Regions from separate parts of the Mus musculus genome. Here all the other regions are linked to region 3. A link is a contact called in public Hi-C and promoter capture Hi-C data. All regions are on one chromosome and are shown on one strand. Each heading gives the region's core, a stretch centred on a gene start, on an enhancer-like site or on the middle of the called end of the contact. The rest is flanking DNA. Distances are from core to core; before and after follow the strand shown.

What was found. Promoter capture Hi-C pulls out the DNA fragments that hold promoters and counts their contacts. A called contact is a pair of places that touch in the nucleus more often than the background predicts.
Region 1: a contact with region 3 is called in a Hi-C map of B cells, with 20 read pairs. The contact joins the enhancer-like site here to the promoter of Cnot6l in region 3. A contact is called at or near these places in 3 of 39 promoter capture datasets (the C10 cell line, pre-B cells and second pharyngeal arch cranial neural crest), 4 of 484 Hi-C or Micro-C datasets (B cells, CD4 T cells, LSK cells and 1 more), 6 of 115 datasets of contacts at active chromatin or transcription factors (bone marrow-derived macrophages, effector CD8 T cells, extraembryonic endoderm stem cells and 3 more) and 1 of 9 other capture datasets (liver).
Region 2: a contact with region 3 is called in a promoter capture Hi-C map of liver. The contact joins the promoter of Anxa3 here to the promoter of Cnot6l in region 3. A contact is called at or near these places in 5 of 39 promoter capture datasets (cranial neural crest, frontonasal cranial neural crest, hematopoietic stem and progenitor cells and 2 more), 1 of 15 datasets of contacts at CTCF or cohesin (the NIH/3T3 cell line), 11 of 115 datasets of contacts at active chromatin or transcription factors (acute myeloid leukemia, bone marrow-derived macrophages, embryonic stem cells and 6 more) and 1 of 9 other capture datasets (adipose tissue).
Region 4: a contact with region 3 is called in a promoter capture Hi-C map of cranial neural crest. The contact joins the enhancer-like site here to the promoter of Cnot6l in region 3. A contact is called at or near these places in 7 of 39 promoter capture datasets (the 3T3-L1 cell line, the C10 cell line, cranial neural crest and 4 more) and 1 of 115 datasets of contacts at active chromatin or transcription factors (embryonic stem cells).

What each region holds. Positions count from the first base shown.
Region 1 is chr5:96,915,762-96,918,959 of GRCm38.p6, reverse strand. The region is part of intron 1 of Gm33370 (predicted gene, 33370); the gene reads left to right. Among named protein-coding and RNA genes, the nearest start is that of Gm8013, 3.9 kb to the left of the region's middle. Within about 2 kb of position 1,924, at least 116 of the 459 cell types and tissues checked have an H3K27ac peak or open chromatin away from gene starts, as enhancers often do. A contact at or near this core is called in B cells, LSK cells, bone marrow-derived macrophages and 5 more, where this site is marked.
Region 2 is chr5:96,791,838-96,794,883 of GRCm38.p6, reverse strand. It overlaps Anxa3 (annexin A3), which reads right to left and starts at 1,499. Exons shown (of 13, transcript NM_013470.2): 1 at 1,321-1,499.
Region 3 is chr5:96,160,466-96,163,561 of GRCm38.p6, reverse strand. It overlaps Cnot6l (CCR4-NOT transcription complex, subunit 6-like), which reads left to right and starts at 1,572. Exons shown (of 12, transcript NM_144910.2): 1 at 1,572-1,625. It overlaps Gm52799, which reads right to left and starts at 1,767. Exons shown (of 2, transcript XM_030254979.1): 1 at 1,671-1,767; 2 at 1-1,423. The coding sequence starts at 1,767. The coding sequence ends at 807.
Region 4 is chr5:96,963,253-96,966,481 of GRCm38.p6, reverse strand. No RefSeq gene overlaps it. Among named protein-coding and RNA genes, the nearest start is that of Gm46916, 24 kb to the right of the region's middle. Within about 2 kb of position 1,866, at least 76 of the 459 cell types and tissues checked have an H3K27ac peak or open chromatin away from gene starts, as enhancers often do. A contact at or near this core is called in embryonic stem cells, where this site is marked.

The sequences.
Region 1 (3,198 bases), core at 675-3,174, 760 kb before region 3:
CATAGACACACACACACAAACACACACATTTACACAAAGACACACAACACACACATTCACACAAAAATACATACACGCAAACACACACACGCAAACACACAGACACACACAGATAATCACACATACACTGACATACTCGTATACACATAGACACACAAACACACATTTACACAAAGACACACAACACACACATTCACACAAAAATACACACACACAAACACACATGCACTCACATACAGACACACACTAAGACACACACACAAACTTGGCCGTGATTGAACCACATGACCACTCTTGAGTCTGTTCCTGACAGGGGGAAGACATTGTATAGACCAACTAGGCTACTCATGCAAACTGGAATCAGCCTTTCTCAGACTTATGATTAGGTGGGAAGAAAGGAGAAAAAGAAACAAGGAAGATTCTTTTAGAAATAAGCAATCAACAACATTCATCGTGTTCAGAACTTGTAAAACCTTTAGTGCTCTATTCTAATGGTGGTTTGACATCAAAACTTTTCATCATTAACACAGTTCCATCTTCAGAGACTTTAGTCATTTTCCTAATTACAGGAGAATGTCTCCAGAAGTATTTAGAACACAGCAAAAGAAAAAGAAAGTCAATTAACACAGGCTTCTATTTTATATATACTTTAGCAACAAAAGAAATTTCAATTTATGCCTAAAAATAACATACCACACTCCCTTCTGGAGAGGCAACAGTAGTGAGTGGACTCTATTGCAAGAGCCAATGTCAGAGAGGAGCCTGTCACCACACAGGGTTTTGGTTCCTTCTCTATCCCCTCCCCCACTTAGAAGTCACCCTTCAGCATTATGCCCATGTGTACTTGCCAACTTTCTGCATCATGACACAAAGACATTGCTGGTTAGGATCATTGTGGCCGGGAGAAAGGCAGGCGTGAAGCCAGCTGGGCTTCCACGAAATGCACACTGTTTGCGGAATGGCCACTCTGTTTTGAAAGCTCCCTTTATGAAAGGCTAGCATAAAGTCAACAGCCCACGGTCACTCAAATCTGTGCTTTGGTTTCATTGCCTCAGCCCACCACTTCCCTACCCAGGAGAACTATAGTTAAGTTGTGTTTTTAAATATGTCCCCAGGGGAGTGTTGAGTAAGATGAAAAACATGCCGGGTCAACGATAAATCATTTCGGGAAAAGGGGGCACTTCAGGAAAATTAAACAAAGCAGAGAAAAGCCTTAGCTTGCAGTTTGTTGTTACAGAATTTGAGTGACGCTTCTCCACGCTCAGACCAATACTAAACAGGAAGCTCTGAACAGGAAGAAGAAAAAAAAATCCTCCAGCCCAGAGTACAGACAAGAACAGACAATGGTACAATCATTGTCCTTTTAAACAAAACCATGGTGTCTAGTTCTTTAACCCTTTCTACTTAACCTGATGATTGGGAGAAGAATGTCTACAATGACAACCGGGTAACTCTAAAAACCCTACAAGGCTGGAATACAACGTTTCAAAAGTATTAAAAAACTCAGCTACTTCCCCAAATAGCTCCCATCCTTTGTGCCCTGGCGACAATGTGCAGGTAAATTGCTCTCCCTGGAATCTTTGCAGACGAGAAGGTATACAGGAAAACAATGTGCACAGCTCCTTCAGCCAACATTTAGAAATACATTCTGAGGGGACCCTCGTGGTTTTAGATTGGTGAATTGTATTGTGGCCTTTCTATTTTTATTTGGTGCACAATCCTAACACTCAGTTGTCTACTAATTGCGACTGTCATATCGTCCCACAACAGTGTCAGCCCAAATTCATTAGCTGAGCTCATCTCTGGCTGCCTCCATAGCAACTAGCTGAGGATGTTAAGGGATTTCCCCAGGAGCCCGGGCTGAACAAAAACACGTTGTCGTTTCTTTCATTTTTAGCTCTTGTCTACCCCAAGAGGAACTGGATAGAATTGAGAAAATATTTTTCATCTTGAAACACAACTAACCAACCAGGTCAAAGGCCAGGTCTGGTTCTTAGATGCCCTACTGACATCATCTTCCGTTGAAGGCTGAATACCTTACCTATCATTTGCCTCAAATAAATGACTCTGTTCTCTCAACTTATGTTTCATACTTCCTAAAATTGACATTGCTAGGATGAATATGTTCCTTTTTAAAAAAGATATTTTTTAATTCTTTCAGAATTTTATACGATGTGTTTTTGTTGTATTGACCCTTCCCAGCTTCTATATCCACTCTCTCTACTCTAACCTTCTGTGATGGTTTGTATGTGCTTGGCCCAGGGAGTGGCACAATTAGAAGGTGTGGCCTTGTTGGAGTGGGCGTGGCAATGTAGGTGTGGGCTTTAAGACCCTCATCCTAGCTGTATGGAAACCAGTCTTCTAATGGCCTTCAGATGAAGATGTAGAACTCTCAGCTACTTCTGCACCATGCCTGGATGCTGCCATGTTCCTGCCTTGATGATAATAGACTGAACCACTAGACCTGTAAGCCAGCCCCAATTAGATGTTGTCCTTATAAGAGTTGCCTTGGTCATGACATCTGTTCACAGCAGTAAAACCCTAACTAAGACACCTCCCTACCTATGTAACTTTTGAACCCATTCCTCAACCACACTGAGTCAACTGCTCTTGGGAGAGAGGCCTGCCCTGGAATTTGGTCCACCTACCTGAAGTGATGTGATTAAAGAGAGTTCACTCTCCCTCTCCTTGAAGCTCATAGCTCTTCAGCTAGTGGCAGATTTCCTCCTGACAACCTACCCACCTTCATGCTGGGATTGGATTGTGTTTGGCTGGAGGTTGCACGGGTCTTGTGCACATTGTCACAGCCCGTCTGAACTCATGTGTGCACCTGCCCTGTCATTTATGGAAAACAGTGTTTCCTGAAGTCATGTTCTACCTCTGGCTCTCAGTCCTTCAACTCCATCATTAGTCTACTTCCCTGAGCCATGGTGGGAGGGGATGATATAGATTTCCCATTTAGGGCTGATCACTCCACACAGTCTCTCACTCTTTTCCCATTGACCACTTCTGGGTCTCTATCAATCATTGTCTGACTATAGGAAGCTTCTCTGGCGGGAGTTGAGAGGTGCTCCAATCTGTAGGCACGGCAGCAAGTCATGGGGAATGTTTTGAATACTCAGTTATTCAGTCCACTTGACAGAATAATAATCATAGGTTCTCTCCTAGGGCCCATAATCTACCTAGTCATAGCTTCTT
Region 2 (3,046 bases), core at 250-2,749, 630 kb before region 3:
TTAGAAAGTGAGCTCTCAAAGCTGGGGATTTGTGCAATGTTTATTCACTGGTGTATATGAAAAAAAAAAAACTGTATTCAATGATTTAAACATAAGCCTCAGAATAACCTAGTTAGTGAGAGAGACATCATTAACAGCACAGGAAGATGCTGGAGGCACAGGAAGCAATAGTGAAATCCCCACCATACAGCTATTGGGTCGACCCGACTGAACCCAGGCATCTAGATTGCAAAGGAATGAACCGTTAATCCCCAAGCCCTGTGGCCCCGGACCCAAACTGATGCTTGACATTTGTTGATCCAATATAATGTGGAAATTTCTAAGAAGTATTATCAAGCCATCCTTTAAGCTTGTAAAAAGTAGAGAATTACTCCATAGTGCAAGCCAAGTGATCTAACAATAGAGCTTTAAACACATCCTTCCTGAAGGGGATTACAGCAGCTACATTTTCTTGTACTTCCTCCTGCTGGCATTTCTACCGATTTCTCAACACCAACAGATCTGCGGACAGTGGTCTGATCTTCGTTTGAGTTTAAAAGTACCTTTCTAGGCAGTTTGAAACTTCCACCTTCAGGAAAACCAGTAATGATTCTTCATAGAATAACCTTTTAGTCTGCTTTTTATGATGTTGGTGAGGAGTAGAAACTGAAGTTCTCTCGGGGGCAGGAACCTCTTCTCTTTAACGCACCTCCTGGGGAAGAATTTTGCCCCGGCTGCTCAACTTTCTATTGGCACAGGACCCAGAACTTCTATATATGGCTATTTGCAATCACAAACCACATACCTCTACCTCGATACCTCACCTGCTGACTCAAGAAGCAGGGGAGGTGATTCATGTCTAGTGAATAGAATTCTGTTGCAATCAAAGAAAACGGTGTCTTTTAAAAGAGAAAACCGAAGTTCCCCAACTCTCAAAGTCCAATACATCTTTCTCCTACCTATACAAAGTAAAGCTAAAAGACACTTGGAGGGGAGAAAGATCTCTCATGGGAGCCTTAGGAAAAAAGTTCTCAGCACAGAACTCTGAGCAGGGGCAGGAGACCTTCCTCTAACCCTTCTTCTTTTAAATGTTTCCGAGACATTTAGGAATGAGCAGTCCCCTGGATGTGAGCTTGGGCTGCAAGACCCTAAGTTTGATAACTTACTCAGCTCGGCCCTTGTGCCCCCCAGGTCAAGTCTCTTCTATTTCCATAGAAGGGAAGAGGGCTTGGGGGAAGGGAGGGGAGGGAACAGCCCCAGGAGCAAGCTGCGCTCACGACCTGGGACTCCGCGGGAACCTGATGTTCCGTGGTTGTAGAGGGGCGGGCATGGGAAACTTACCCTTGGGGCCGCGGAGGCGAAGCCCAGGCAGAAGCTCAGCGAAGGTGAAAGATCAGCCTCGGCCGGCCGTAGCTCCCGGCTAGCCTGGGTGGCAACCCAGACCGCACCCTTCCTCAGCCCCTCCTCCTGTTTCTACTCACGGACTGCCCAGGACCGGCTTGCAAGTGGCTCTTGGATCCAGGATCCTCTCTGCTCCAGTCGTGACCTACCCACCACGCCCCCCTCGCAAGCCCTCCCCTTCCCCTGTCTCCCTCACATCCTCCTCCAGCTTCCTCCAAACCCAAACCCTTTCCTCTGTCTTCTTTCTTTTCACTTTTCTCACCCCCCGCCCATCCCCCGCCCACCCCCACTCCCACCCCCTCCTTTTAGGGCTTGGCTCATTTTCTAGACAGCATGGATTCAGAGTTGACAGTCCTCACAGGTACCTATACTAAGTATGGCTTACTTACCTAGAGGGTCCTTCGAGTCAGGCACTGGTCTAAACCCCGCATGATAACCAAACTACAAGACAGATGCGATTGTACTCATTTTACAAGGAGTCACAGAGGCAAGGGAGGTCAAATCATACAGAAAGAACGGCAGAGCTAGATTTTGAGTTTATGAGTCTGAGGAGTGTCTCTGCTTGGCCTTTTGACTCTAAAGGGAGGATTAGAGCTCAGAGAAGCACCAGTGTTTGTGTTTTGAGCCCTCAGAACCACAGGTAAGTCACGGAGGATAAACATTAAATTCCCACTAAAATGGCCAGTTTTGTGTCAGCTCCCCACAAACTAGAACCCTTAATTGAGAAAGTGACTCCCATAAAATGAGGTTTAGGCAAGCCTTTAGGACTCTGTTTCCTTAATTAGCGTTTGAGGTGGGAGGACCCAGACCATTGTGGGCGGTGCTATCCCTGGGCTGCTGGTCCTTGTATGCCTTTAAGGACTGATCAAGTCCTAGAGAGCAAAATAGACAGCATTCTTCCCTTGGCCTTTGCGCAAGCTCCTGCTTCCGGTTCCAGGGTCCCTCTAGGTTCCTGCCCTGACTTCTTTCAATGGCAGGGTGTGCTGCGGACGCATAAACTGAAACAAACTCGTTCCTTCCTCCTCAAGTTTCTTTTCGCCACGATGTTTTACCCCAGCAATAGAAACCTAAAGACATCCACTTAATATCGGGTAGTGTCTGTGAAAGAAGATAGGTGGAAAAGCCACTAATTATCAGACATTGAAGTTAGTGGACTATGTCATCTGTTTACTTTTACATTCTTCAGGTTGTTTCTAGGACACAGAAGTTTTTATTAAAGCCTGTGGAACAGAGGGGCTAGGGGAATATCTCAGAGGGTAAAAAGTTTGTAAAAAACGAGGTCCTAAGTTTGAATCCTCAGGACCCATGTAAAATTTGGTATTAATCTGTGTTTTGGAGCTGGCTGGCAAACCAGCTTAACCAATGGTAAGTTCCTGGTTCTGTGTGAGACTCTGTCAAGGGAATAAGGCAGACAGCAACACTGGAAGACATACTGCTCTGGTTTCTGCATGCTCAGACACACACAACAAACGCATGTGCATATACACCCCACTACCACTATCACCACCACCACCACCACCACCACCACCACCACCATCACCACCACAACCTCCAGCATCACCACAACCTCCAGCATCACCATCATTACCCTCATCATCACCGTCATCATCACCACCACCACCACCACAAAACATAAAGATGTACAGAAGAGGAAGCAAGTGTAGAC
Region 3 (3,096 bases), core at 323-2,822:
CACTCATTCACACTTCCTGGTAACAAGAAGAAAATGCAGTTCAGTTCTCCATAAATAATTTGCATTTATAATTGCACCCCCTTCTTCTCTCAAAAGATAAAGGCTTTAAACATTCAATAACAAGGCCTGAGAAAAAGGCAACCAACACGGTGCCTTAAGAGTGCTGAAAACAACATATATTTGAGAATAAAACATATTGAATCGACTCTGGACCGGCGTCGGTAAATACCCAGCACAGAGCCATGCGCCGGGAGAGACGGAAAAGTGCAAAATCCAAGGCAGCACTCTGCCTTGCAGAGCACATGCAATTTGCTTCTAGCTTTGTTGGAAGAAGCTTCAGGTGGCACAAGTAAAATCCTCCGGACTTAAAATAGCAAGCTCCATTCACACGGTAACCAATAATATTTCCAGTTTACACTTAAATGTTTTCACTCCGTAACCGCCGCAAACTGCCAAATACAATTTTATCGCGAGAGAGGATTAAAAATAGGACGGGGTTATCGCAGAGCGTCATAGGCTTTTAAACCCACCTCCCGCCATGCAATTTACACATGCTGTTTTTAAAAAGAAGAAGAAGAAGTCAAGAAACCCACTGAGGACGTCAGAAAACATTTCCTTGGGTCGTTCCACCTCACCTGAGGTCTCCTTAATTAACCACCCAGAATGCCCTGAGCTCTGCTGTGGGCCTGCGTGGGCCAGCGTCAGGAAACAGTGCAAGCACCCGCGTGTCCCTTCCCCATCCCCAGCATCAGCACCTAGGTTCTGCTAATCGTACGAGTCTTCTCGGCTTCTACCCTCCACTCAATCTAATAAAGCAGTTTTTTTTTTTTTCCCAAAACACCAGCGAGGGCGACGGTAAGAAGCGAGCCAGGCGCTTGGCCGTCCCGCGCGCACGCGCAACTCCCGAAGCGCGGCGCGCCGGGGCCCCGCCCCCTTCCCCTCACCCCACCCCTCGGCGCCGGGGAGTGACTGACTCCCGCCAGCCCCTCCACGTCAATCAACTCTCCTCCTCCTCCTCCTCGCACTCTCTGCACCTTGTTATTAATCTCTAAAGCGATAGCGCCTGGACTTCTCTCCCCGGCCCTCGGGGTTGTGAGCGTGTGTGAATTAGAGCGAAGGCATCGAAAGCTCGCGTCTCTCTCTCTCTCTTCTCCCTCTCTTTTTCTCTCTCCTCGGCCCCGGCCTCGGCAGCGACCCGGCTCGGCATCGACCCCCGCGGCGGCGGCAGCCTCAGCGCCAGGAGGCCAAGGCCAAGGGCGGGCTCCGCGAGGCTTTCGCAGCGGCGTCTCCGGCGACCGCGGGCCCTCTCCTACGCGCCCCGGTCGCCCCGGTCCTGCGCGGCGCGGCCCGCGTCCCCCCTCCCCGCCCCCCGATCCGTCTGCTCTGCGCTCCCTTCGGCCGCCCTCCGCCGCCTCGGTGGTTCCTCAGGCGGCCCGGCCCGGCCCGCCCGCCCCGCGTCCCCTCCGGCCGGTGCCTCTCCCCCCGGCGGGCTGCCTGCATGTCTTTACTGCCCTCAGCCCCGCCGCCACCGCCGCCGCCGCCTCCCCCGCCGCCGCAGCCCCAGCAGCAGCCGCCCCGCCGCCGCCGCCGTCGCCGCCGTCCGGACCCTGGCGCGCTGAATGCAGGTGAGGAGGGGGCGCGGGCCTCGACTCCCGGCCCTGCGCGCTCGCCTTCCGGGGCCCGGCCTCCCGCCGCCGCCGCGGCCCCTCGGGGTGAGCGGGCGGGCGTGGGTGTTTGTGTTTGCGTCTGAGGTCTGGAGGGGAGCATCTGTGGGGCCCTGGTGCGCGCGCGCGTGTTTGTGTGTGTGTGTTTCCCCAGCCGCGGGGAAATGGCTGCTGGTGCTCGTTCAGGGCCCGCGGAGGAGAATGAGGTAGAGTGTTTCCGTGCCTCGGAGTCGGACCGGGAGTGGAGCGAGGGGGAGCGCGTCTCCCCGGGGAAGTGAGGTGGGCGAGGGACGAACGTGTGTGGGTGTGTGAGTTGGGACTTTGGCGGGCGGGAGGCGGCCCCGCGGCGAGTGGGTGTGCGTGTGTGTCGCGTGTGTGTGTGTCTGCGTGTGTGTGTGTCGGGCGGCGGGAGCCGGCCCGCGTCGCCTCAGGGGGCGCGGGTTCCAGGCCGTGTGCGTGTGGGGAGGGGGACGGAGTCGGGGACCCCAGAGCGTCGAGGTCCTTCCGCTTCGAGGCCGGGGCTCAGAGCCTCACAGGTGAGAACGGCTCGGCGGGAACCCACGCCGTGGACGCGGGAGGCAGTGCGGCCCCCACGGCGGCGGGCGGCGGGCAGCGGGGGCTCGGGCCGCGGTTCCCGAGGCCGGGGCCGCGGCAGGAAGCGCGCCGGCCTGCAGCGCGGCCTAACCGTCTTCGCGCCCGGTGGCCTCCCCAGACGCTCCTGGGACTCCGTCCTCGCGCGGGCCCCGGGCGCTGCCCCGGGCCTGGCCAGGTGAGGGTCGGGGGCGGGACACGCGGATCGTGGTCGCCTGTGCCGCCTCCGCGTCTCCCAAGGGGAGAGGAAGGCATATTTTGGCGTTCTAACTGCAGGCCTTCCCAGGCTGGCGTGGGGAACCCGAGGGAAAGTGAATCAAAACAGGAAATCTCGGAATTCGTGGGGTTCGGATCTCCTCTTTCCGTCCGTCCTTTAAGGCTGTGCGAGCAGAGGCTTGAGTAAATACGTTCTTTGTTGTTGCAGTTGTTGCAGCGGATACTTTATCGTTGGTTAGATTTTTCACTTCCCTGGAAATCACTCTGGAAAGGCAGAGAGGAAGAAAGGGAAACTGGCCTTGTTGGCCTGTGGTGTTGGTGGGATTGGATCAATTTTGTGAATTTGAAATGGCTTATATCCTGCCTCCTAGAGGGAAAGGCGTGGACACAGAACTGAGGAGGTCAGTGAGGAAGAGGAAGTTCCCGGAGCTGTCATCTTAACCCTACCGGCGGCTTATTTAGCTTAGACTGTTTAGGCGGATTGTGTTCAGGAGTTTAGCTGAGCTGTTTGTACACAGTGAAGGCACGCTACAGCAGTTTTAGATGCTATCTTACTGATTCTCGTTATCTTAATTCTCCATGGAGATAGTCATGTGCAACCAAACGTGTTTTTCCTTAAGTCTCC
Region 4 (3,229 bases), core at 617-3,116, 800 kb before region 3:
AGTACCGTTGTTCGTGTTGGCCAACTGCATGGCCTTTTCTACCTGGTCCCATAATCGTTCTAATATCCCATTGTAGATTGCAAGAGGGAACTTCTCTTTAAGGAAGTCACTTAGAAACTGCTCACTAGTTCCTTTCTCATTGGCTAGTATTTAATCATAGTATATTCAATGGAAAATACAGCTACAAAATGCAGTACCTGGGCTACAAGGATACAAACCACATGAATCCTTTGCCAGCTTCTCTCACAAGGATGGGAAGAGGGCAAGAGTGTTATTCTTCAGAGTCTCTTCTTCTGAGTCCTGAAGCCCCCCCCCCCCCCACACCATACCACAGCATTAGGAATTATGTTTCAATATCTTATTATAACACAATGTTTCTTTTTCAAACTAGAAAAATCAGCAACAGTTGTTTCTAGACCTATAGGGTTCTTCTTGGGGGTGTCTGCTAACCGCAGAAGAAAGTGGGCTGCAGATGAAAATAACAATATAAAAATCTGCCTGCATATATATATATATATATATATATATATATATCTGAAGGGCAGAGCAAGCTGCTGTCAGTCAAGAATATAAAGTAGTGGTCTGGATGTATGCACAAGGGGAGGATGATAACCAGCAAAGGGCAGAGAGAAATAGATTCAATTGTTTTAAGAAATTAGAAGGCTTTCTTCTTCTTCTTCTTCTTCTTTTGGTTTTATTGCCCAGGGGAGCATTCATTCCCATCCAGTACTTGGTCAGCAGTATGCACTGCAGGCCCTGGACACTCACAGGTCCTGCTTGAATGGACTTCAGCACTCCAAGCTCACGTGCTCCTTTCTTGATTCACTTGTAGCATTTATTTGAGTCTTACGCCTTTTAAAATGTGTTGCTGTTCTCTCTCCATAAGGAAAGTTAAGTCTTCTTATAAGCAATAGGGTGTGTCATTAAGTTTTATTTTCCACAGTTCCTAACCAAATCTTAGCTTTTTAATAGACTGTAATATGTGTTTCTTGCTTTGGTTAGTGTGTGTGTGTGTGTGTGTGTGTGTGTGTGTGTGTGTGTGTGTGTGTGTGTGTTTCTGTGTGTATTTTTAATCTCCAACTATTTTTTGACAATTGTGGATAAGAAGTTTATTCAATTCTTTCATACCACATCCCACCTATATTGCGCATGCTGAGAGAGACAATTACAAATCTCTGGGCACTACTAGAAACTGGGGCTCATAAAGGAATGCCCTGATTTGGGCAGAACCTGCTGGGCAAGTGGGTGGCCCCCAGTGCCTCTGAAGAACCAGCATTCACCCTCTCCTGCCTGGGAGAGCAGAGAGCTGCAAGTACTGACATGTAGGCTAAAGAGAAATTGGAAGAAAAGTGCCACAGTTCACCTTCTGCGTACTGGAGCCAGGAATTTCTTTAAACCTTGGCTTGTCCTTGGTTACCAGGGCTGTGGGGCTCCAAACCATTGTAGGAGCAGACGGATCAAGGCTGTATGTACCCAGAATTTCTCCCATTGCCTACTTCACACAGCAGGGCTCACCCTGTACGTTTGTTAAGAACTCATCCTTGCGTTTATTTTCTCCCTCCCCCCTCCCTCCCTCCCTCCCTCCCTCCCTCTCTCCTTCCCTCCCTCTCCTTCGCTGCCCTTGTGTTAATTCTTTCTGAATTCTTCAGCGAGGTTTCTCCTGGCAGCTCACCCTACTGTTTGTTCCCTCTGAAAAGCAGTTTTGCTTCATTAAAATGTGCTGAAAGGAACATCACATTTAATTGAATGAAAACTGAAAACGGGCGTGTTAAGTGGGTTGCTGCCTCGAAGAATGACAATGAAGAGAGAGACTACAAAGAATACGGAGCTAAAGACTTCTGGTTCCCTAGCGTCCTGTGGCCCTGCTGTCGGAAGTGCCACAGGAAGACCCACATCCACACACCTAGAAACCCCGGGGTTTCAGAGCTCAAGCCCCCTCCAGACTCAAGGAATCAAAGTCCATGTTTTTGCAAGAGTGCTTGACAAGCCACCGAGGTGATCTGGGCAGACTCAAGTCATAAAAAACTTCAAAGGGCCTCGCACTTTGCCCTGGGGAGCCTTTTCCACCCCTCTCTTCTCCTTTCCCCTCCCCCCTCTCCTCTCCTCTCTCTCCCCTCCCCTCCCCTCCCCTACCCTCCCCTCCCTTCCCCTCCCCTCCCCTTTTACCATGTTCTTAGTCATTCTTGTAGAACATAAAGGGTAGCTTCAGGCTGAGCTCAGCAATTATCCCAGATCAATGTTGTGATATCTAGAAACCTCTTACCAGCTTAAAAAATATATATATTGGGACTTAGGCCATAGCAAGGAAGTTAATTTTTTTCTATTTTATAAATAAGAAAAATGGGGCTTTCAAAAATTAAGTGATGTATCTAACCTGTGACTGCCAACCACCCCACCCATACCCCCACTCCCCACCCCACCCTACCCCCACCATCACCCCCACCCCACCCCCTACCCCTACCATCACACCCTCAGCCCCATCCTCACTCCTACCCCATCCCTACCCCCACCATCACACCCTCATCGCCTACCCCCACTCCCCACCCCACCCCTACCCCCACCCTGCTATCACACCCCACAGTTTTCTTTGCAGTGTTCTGTAACTGCTAAGGAGAAAGAGAAAGAACGAGAGAGAGAGAGAGAGAGAGAGAGAGAGAGAGAGAGAGAGAGAGAGAGAGAGAGAGAGAGAGAGACCAGTCCCACCACAGAAATGACTAACTGGGAATATGGGCTGCTACAGAAAGAAATGGAAAATAAAGGAGGACTCATGCCTGAGGCAGGGGAGTTGTGAATGGTGGATTCTGTCACCTGTGACAATTCTGCCTCCATCATTTCATTCAGGTCAACTTCCTACACCTCCTCACAAGGAAGGAGACTCTAAAGGAGTGGGAAGACTGAGAAGAAATGAGTGGACAGGAATGGAGAATGGAGTAACCAGGGCATGAAAGTTGTAAATGCTGACCCAGACTGCAAAAGGACAAACTATAGTTTTTAATACGTGTGTGTGTGTGTGCGCACACACATATATACATATATTACTTATATTGTCTATATGTATATATGTACAGTTTCTATATACTGTAGACTGTAGTACTTTTGACCAATCACTATAACACTCATCCCCTTTATATTTGTTTTAATCAAAGCCACAGAAATAATTGAGATAATAATATATCAAAAGTGTATTTTGAGTCAGGAGTGGTGGTTCATACCTGTAAGCCCAGGACTT